2 separate regions of the Zea mays genome follow, and region 1 is linked to region 2. A link is a contact called in public Hi-C data. All regions are on one chromosome and are shown on one strand. Each heading gives the region's core, a stretch centred on a gene start, on an enhancer-like site or on the middle of the called end of the contact. The rest is flanking DNA. Distances are from core to core; before and after follow the strand shown.

Region 1 (3,968 bases), core at 97-2,596, 170 kb before region 2:
GAGGGGGCGGGCATTGCGTGGCGGGCGGGACAGGCAAAGCGAGGCAGGGGTAGGGGTGAGGGTATATGGTTGTGCTGTGGTCTACACTATTAACTTAATAGATAGTAGATATTTTAGTTTAAAAACTAGCCGTTAAATATTCCATTATAGTTAGTTTTACCAAACTAGTATACTAAAAATGCATGTTGATTATTAAAGTAACCATATAATAATTAATATTTATTAGCTTGATATATTTAAATTTTATGGGTGGTCAATAAAAATTATACTAATTTTGTTGGATGGAGAAAAGCACAGAAGAATCTATGCTAGAGCGCTGCATTTGATAAGGCAGGCGCCGGGCCCCTGGCGACGAGGTACGTGGAGGCGGGAGTGACTGAGAGCGGGAGAAAAGAATGAGAGGGAGAAAAAGGCACGAATGACGGTGTAAAATGCATAATTTATGTTGATTGTCTGACAGCACCTGACAAAAAATATTAATTTTTATTGACTGTTTAAGGACTCACGAAAATTGGCTAATTTTTGTAGGCATAGCTAAAAACGCATATAATTTATTTCGGCCTACAAAAGTTTCGGTTTTTGTTGTTGTGTTAGCATCGGTTGATTGCAAAAATGGATACTAAAGGATATCTAGTTTGGACCAAAGTTTTTAGTTTACACGTAACTACAGTCTTCTCTTCTTCTACACTATAATTAGAATAATTTATCTCCAAACAGGCGTTGAATTGGACTAATGTAAAATATATTATAGTTGTGTCATGAATTACAATAAACCGTGGTATTATAAACTGTGGTTTTGAGAAAAAATAATTTCCAAACAGGCCCTAAATCTTATTTTGGTACCGGTTCTAATTTAACTAGGACTACTATCAGAGTCTGGATTCTTTTTTTCGGTAGTAATTTACTTTTTCTATGAGAAATTTAGATGATCAGATGTGTAAAAAATGCAACCATTGCACCAACGACTTTTAGTTTCTAGATGTTTTTTCTCCTTTTTGCGAGAATTTATTAGATTGTTACTTTGTGAGGGCGTCGAACGTGGAGGCTTAAGGAATGGCTTCAATTCAAATAGTAATAATAAAATTTCATGCAAGATCCACTCAAAGCTGTCTGTTCATCCAGGAGAAATGAATTTGTCTCTTCCATCGCCATGAAAACATGCATGGCGATGAGCAATTTACAGTTCACTGCTACGTACTGGAAGCTCTTGGAGTGCAAGGGGCCGGCACAAGGTCGGGTCGAGTCGGTGACTGCGTGCGGCCTCGCCGCGGAGGGTGGCGCATGGAGCACGCAACGGCCAAATTGAGACGCGCGCCCGCGCGGCAGGCATAGCCAGCCCTGGGTGGCCTGGCCTCTCCCGATCAGCCGCGCGCACGTCGCATGGCCGGCTCTGGCTCGTAACGGGGGGCCAAGGGCCGCCGCGGTTTCCTGAGCTTGTGCTTTGCGTTGCGCGCCGCGCGGGAAACGCTACACAGCCGGCGGGCTGGCGCCTCCCCCGGATGCAGTCAAAGCTGCTACAGACAAGCAGGCCACAGAACACGGCACCACCACGGATCTAAGGCCATATATGCCCGAGAGATATCAAAAACGGTTCTCCAATTATAAAGATAACTAAGAAACTATATTATACAATAAAGTGTTTATAAATGTAGTCTATTAATAAATACAGAAATAAATGTGTTTGTACAACGTTGCTACTTGGTTTAAGAGCTAGACACGTCACTTCGCGGAGATACGGCTCCACGATTTTTTGCAAATAACACCTCAAGAGTCTCTACATTAAACACCATTGTACATGCCCTAAGCGACGGATCCAGTTATACGTGTGTCGAGTGTTGTGGACGCACGCTACCACAAACGCGCCCGTGCGCATGCACACAGGTATGGATGTACATGATCGGGCCGAACTGGGTCTTGTACCTTATGTTCCAGGTATGATCCGTCGTTTCGCTTTTTATATGCTAGGTTGGCCTAAAGAACTTGTCATAGCCAACAAGCTGATCTAGCTCACAACTTAATTTGTAGAACCTGTACCAACTATGGTGTTTCGTAGCAGCTTATCAATTTAAATGCTTCTTAGAACGAAGTAAAAGTAGACAATGAGCCAACTTCTCAGATAAGCAGCTTCTTCAACAAAAAGCAGTTGCTCTAACCCAGAACCAATGATATAGAAATAGGGGGGAAAGAGGAATACAAGAGGTATAGAGGTGGTGATGATCACCTAGCGTGCTTGTCACCAATGACCTTACAGAGAGCTATGGAGGTGTTCGACGTAGTTGGTCCAAAGGAGCTTGACATTGATCCATAAAAGGCCGGTGCATGCGCTCGCTCATAAGGAGTTAGGCAATGGATTTGAAGAAGATCTAGAGTAGGCCACCGTGCTTGCCTCCAAAGAGCTTTACCACAACACCAAAATAGTGAACTTCCTAGAGCCTAAACCCTAGAAAGTTAGCCCTAAACTCTAGGAAGTTAGCGAAACTCTCGGAAGTTAAGCCACCCCGTCGGAAGTTTGGCTCTCGGAATTTTTTTGTCGGAAGTTAGCTTAACTTTCTAGAGCCCTCTAGAAAGTTAGCTAACTTGCTACAGCCAATGAAGCCTATCGGAAGTTAGTAGGTTCTCGGAAGTTAGTAGCTTCACGCCATCAGCTGACTAACTTTCTACGACTAACTTCCTACGGCTGACTGTAGCCCCTAGGAAGTTAGCTGGCTAACTTTCTACGTCTGACTGTAGCCCCTACAAAGTTAGCTAGCTAACTTCCTACGGCTTAATAAGCCTCTAGGAAGTTAATTTGACCAGCATTATAAATGTTGTTTATATTTTACACCACATTCCACAACATAACAAATATATCAACAGCTATATAGCACAACATATTTTCACATAAAACATCTCACACACAATCACATATCAATATTTAAATCCATAGTCTCATCAATTACATCACAAAAGTCTCATCCATAGTCTCATCAATTACATCACAAGTCTCATCCATAGTCATAATAAGACACATCTCATCATCCAGTACTAATAGGAGACAATATCTCATACATAGTCATAATAAAAGTCTCAAGTATCAGAATGCAAAAACATGGAAGCTCACGGTCGCCGATCACCATCGGGTTACAGTGAAGAGTGATGGTCGATACCTCCACTGTTGAAGAGGGTTTCGACAAAGTCTAACCCGTCGTCTTGTTCATGCGTCGGCAAGGTAGCTGGATGGGTCTAATATACATGTACAAATGGCATTTGCTGAGTTACATCATAATATAACTAACAATAAGTAAATGATGATGAATATGCATACCTGATGTTCGGTAGATGGATATGTAGGTATAGGTGGAGGTGAAGACCAAGGATAATGAATGGGAGGTGGTGGTGGGGGCACCGGGATGTGTATCCCTTGGGCCTATGCTAGTTGCAACAAATTTGTCGAACTCATTCACATCAGCGTTTTAAATCAATACATATCTTAAAGTGAAAGTTATTATCTTTTGAACTTACTTGTATGAGTGTTTGTTGTTGCTGAATCTGCGTAGCATAATATTCATGTTGCGCAGCTTGTTGCTTCAAGTAATCCTGATGTCGCCTAAGTTCTTCTTGCATTTGCTCCACTTCTGCTGGATCTTGAGTGGAGCGACGGGAGCTACAAGCAGGAGACCTCGATGAACCTCCACGTTGAACCCTCACCTGGCTCGAGTCGATGACATTAGCAAACATTGTGTACCTACAAAACAAGTAACATCACGATAGATTAAGAATACATGTATTTCACTCAACCAATGAAACAATATAAGATATGTAGAGTCCTCACCTTCCATGAGGTTTTCCACCACTTGCATACACAGCCTGAGGATCAATAGGTGAGGTCCTCTAGTCATAGTCTGGTCCGTGCTGACTAGACATCGCCTCGCCATATGCAGCCTCATACAAAAGAACAGTGCAATCTTACATACAAACATCCATATAAA
Region 2 (4,321 bases), core at 971-3,470:
TTTTAATGGAGGAAACATAGAGAACATTGCCGAAGACAGCCTAAAGCTCAGCGTTTGGTGACAGCTGCTGACCTGCAGTTTGTTCAATCATTGCTTGCTGCTGGCCAGCAATCCCCGTCTTGCTTGGATCAGTTGCCGCTGCAACCAAATGGTTTTGTCGTCTGCCGAGCATCAATCACAGGTGGCTACGACGGGGTAAGGGAATGGGTTACCTATCGTGCAACAGGTGATGCAGCACCCCCTTGCTACAGCAGGGCTTGGTGGCTTGGTGCATCGTTTGCTGATGCGCGGTTGGACCACCTACATTGTCCGCCTGGTGCAGCTAACAAACAGGGTACTGGTGTTGAAAGGGTATCTTCAACGTTGAGGTCTGGCCCCTATGTGGGATCGACTCAGGCTAACCTCTCAAACACTCTTGGTACGTCTACGGCGTAGTATTTGCCTAAATTCTATTTTATCTGCTGATGGTTTCTCTGTAGCAGATGAACAAATGGTTTCTAAAGCAATGAAAAGAGATGCGTTGAGAAATCTAGACGGGCCTTCGGAGCAGTTGCCGGTTGAGGGCCATGTTGGATATCCTTTCTCGCCTACTTCATCACCTTGTGCCTCAAATATGGGTACGTTGAACTCTAATCCATTGTCGATTAATGGCATGTCAATTGATAGATGCACCAGAAATCTTATTAGTCTTGGGATCAAGTTAGGGGTATTGATAAAATAGTTAATCTATCTATTAATGCTCTAAAATGTATTGAGGTTGATAGAAGCACTGTAACTCCTTCAAAATCTTTGAAACTAGCAGAAAAACTAAAAATAAGATCTCTCTCTTGACAGTGATAATCAGGATACTGTTATGGACAATACCCTAGTTGATCACTTGTTAAAGGATATAACATATGTAAGCTTTGATGACTTGGAACTTGACACAAGAATTTGTGACCTTATAGTTACCAGTCGCAAATCAAAGTCCAGTTTAAGAAAAAAATAAAGCCTTTAAAATAAATAATCTAGTTTTCTAACGAAAGGATTTTTTTTGAAATAGTAGAGGTCTAGCGGACTTGGCTAAATATCGTTTCATTGATGAAGCCATTAAAGAATATGATTTGAACTTTGTGGCTATCATGGAAACTGGGAAGCATGACATGTCAAAAACAAGCCTCGCTCGCCTTTCAGGGGACAAGGATTTTATTTGGCATTGTCTTCCCCGCGAGGGAGATCTGGTGGAATTTTATTGGGTGTTAATGCTACTGTGCTTGACTTGTCTCTAATTGTGGAAGGGGGATTTTATATTAAATTTCATATTTACGATAAGGTAGATAAATTCAAATGGATTCTTATGGCAGTTTATGGTCTAGCTCAGGATGAATTCAAAATAGTCTTCTTATCTGAGCTAGTCAGAGCTTGTCAACAAAATCCATTGCCCATGCTAATAGGTGGTGACTTTAATATTCTAAGGAATAGCAAGGAGAAGAACAACGATAGATGATAGATTCAATGGTCGATAGCCTTTCTTGTTCAATGTTGTTATAGATAGCTTTGACCTTTGGGAAATTGATTTGATGGGACGTCAATTCACTTGGGCCAATTCCCTTCCCATTCCAACCTATGACAAATTAGACCGCATTCTAATGTCTTCAGATTGGGAATCCAAATATCCTTTTGTTTCTGTTAAGGCCCTAGATCGTGGGGTCTCGGATCATACCCCCTTCTATTAGACACTGGTTCTCCAGCTTACACAAGAAACAAAAAGACAATTCAAAGTAGAACTAAGCTGGTTCCTACGTGATGATTTCTATATAGTCTTGTCATAGGAATTTGGAGCAAGCCAATGAAAGGCCGCAACTCAGTTCAAAGGTGGAATAACAAGATGAGCGCCCTCCGTAGGCATCTGATAGGCTGGGATTGGCACAATAATGGATTCCATAAACATCAAAAAAAAAATCTTTACAAGACACTATTATTGAATTGGACATCGCTGCTGAAAATAAGCAAACACTTGCATAATTAAAAAAACCCACCATGATTCTGCATGCATGCAGCAGAGACCAGAAGATGCACGCACCAGGAATCCATGAGTAACTGCTAGCTCCAAATGCATCATGATTGCAGATCGAACACGCGACTTTTCATGATTCAGACAAAGCGGGACGTACCAAATCCATGAGTAACTGCTCCAGATGCACCGAAAGCTTTCGTCAGACAAAGCCCAGGCTGCCGAAACCTTCGTATGGGCCAGGCTGAACTTGTTTTGGGCCAGCCTGGAGAGGAGCTGTTCAAGTCTCGTCTCGTCATGACAGCATATTGATTTTTCTGACGGAAGCTCCATTTCAGACCGCAAGACACAAGAAACCTACAGCTTGTTCGCTGCGGCTTGCTGCGGCTGCAATCCGGCTGCGGCTGCGGCTTCTACAGTATTTTTCTCTCTATGGATTGCAGCTGCAGCAGTCCAAACAGCTGCAACAGTGTCGGCTTGCAGCCAACCGAACACGCCCCTAAACTCCTGTTGTATAAGACAAGAGGGGAAAAAACGTTAGCGGAGACCAATCCGAGTGGTGTTCGGGTAGACTAGACTAAAATTTAGCCTACCTTTTGAACGCCAAATAGAAGGGAAGGAAACTGGTGTCACCGTTCCGTTTCTGCTCTGCAGTAGACTAATATGTATCACCGAATGACAAAATCGCGGTATTATTAATGCAGCGACTCAACCAGATTTATAAGAAATAAAGTACGAAAACCAATTGCATGACAATGATTTAACACATTTGAACCTTTATAAACCTAGGGGTCCGATCAGTGGCGGATCCAGGATTGGATCAAAGTAGGGGCTATATGTTAAAATATGTTTGACGGAGCCACTAGTGGCTATCTTGGGGGTGAGTGCCACGACGACGTCGTCGCAGGCCTGATGTCCTAGCATGTTGCAGCAGGTCTGTCATGGTGCTGCTTGCAGCAGGGGCGAAGCCAGGATCCAAAATTACGGGGACCAAATTAGAATAAGGGGGTTGTTAGAAGCATTTTTTGTACTATTTACATGAGAATTAGCTAAAAACTAACATGTCCTATAGAATTAGGGGAGCATTAGGGGGGCATTGCTCCCGTGTCCCCCCTGTCGTCGCCCCTGGCTTGTGCCCCTTGCGTTGGGTACATGCGCGCTGCTAACTGTTAGATGTGCATTGGCCGTGCGCGCTAGCTCATGAATACGTCATGTGTGGTGGCGTGGATTTACACTGCTGAAGCATGGACGGGATCCAGCGTGGATGCGCGCGCTACCACCTAGCGTGCTGGTGGCACAGATAGAGGCCAAATACATGTGCTGAATGACACGATTAGAAAGAAGGTTGTGGCCTATCTTAGTTAACCTTTATAGGCTGTATTTATGTTATAATATACTCACACGTTTCAAAATAGTTGTCCTTTTAGCTCTTTGTTTTTATGTCTATATTCAAATGGATGATGATGAATCTAGACATATATATAAAACACATGCATCAATCAAAAATTATATAAACCTACTAATTTCCTAAAATGATGACTACTATTTTAAAATAGATGGAGTATATACTATTAGGACACATCATAAAATAGGTGTCATGGGGCGACCGGGGCTGCAGCCCCGGCAGCCCCCCTCCTAGATCCGCCCCTGGGTCCGATGAAATCGCGAAGGATCTCAAACTTTTCCTTCGCAACCAATATCGTGATAAATTAACATCCACTGCATCACGTGATACAACATTTCATAGAAAATAAGTACATCGAAATAAAATAAAGTTATTACATCTTAGTCGTCATGAAAACTGATATGTGATGGCTTTTCGGACGAGGGATTACTACGCTTCCTTCTTTCTGAATCCGTAGTGAGTTTTTTTGAACTAGTGGAACTTTAGAAAGGCCTCGTAGTGCTACCCTGCCTCGCCTCCCCGGTAAAGTTGTATGGGATTCATGACCACGTGGAAGATGGGTAACATGACTTGTGGGTAAGATCGATGCACAACCTCTGGAGAGTGTAAAACTGGTATATCAGTCGTGCTCACGGTCATGAGCGGCTCGGACACTCATATGAGTAATTTATGGAACTAAACTTAATTTATCATTTGCATTGCATCGTGGGTGTTATTAATAATTGTGATCTCTTATTTATTTGGTTTGGTATCCACTTATACTTAGTAACTGCTAATAAAACTTTGACCAACTTTAAAAGCAATGCTCAGCTTTAACCATCTCCTTTGGTAAGTCTTACACTTCACATGAGCCCCACTGTAAGTGAATTTATGAACGTATGTGAACTCACCCTTATTGTACTCACATCCCCCAGGTCAAGAAC

The links. A called contact is a pair of places that touch in the nucleus more often than the background predicts.
Region 1: a Hi-C map of tassel shows a contact between it and region 2, with 2.8 times the contacts expected there. The contact joins two enhancer-like sites. A contact is called at or near these places in 2 of 25 Hi-C or Micro-C datasets (leaf and tassel).

Annotation. Positions count from the first base shown.
Region 1 is chr4:58,606,474-58,610,441 of Zm-B73-REFERENCE-NAM-5.0, reverse strand. No RefSeq gene overlaps it. Among protein-coding and RNA genes, the nearest start is that of LOC103653283, 170 kb to the right of the region's middle. Within about 2 kb of position 1,346, at least 17 of the 20 cell types and tissues checked have an H3K27ac peak or open chromatin away from gene starts, as enhancers often do. A contact at or near this core is called in leaf and tassel, where this site is marked.
Region 2 is chr4:58,438,415-58,442,735 of Zm-B73-REFERENCE-NAM-5.0, reverse strand. LOC103653283 (a long non-coding RNA gene) reads right to left here. Exons shown (of 3, transcript XR_565377.2): 2 at 2,587-2,641; 3 at 1,904-2,500. Among protein-coding and RNA genes, the nearest start is that of LOC103653283, 4.3 kb to the right of the region's middle. Within about 2 kb of position 2,220, at least 9 of the 20 cell types and tissues checked have an H3K27ac peak or open chromatin away from gene starts, as enhancers often do. A contact at or near this core is called in leaf and tassel, where this site is marked.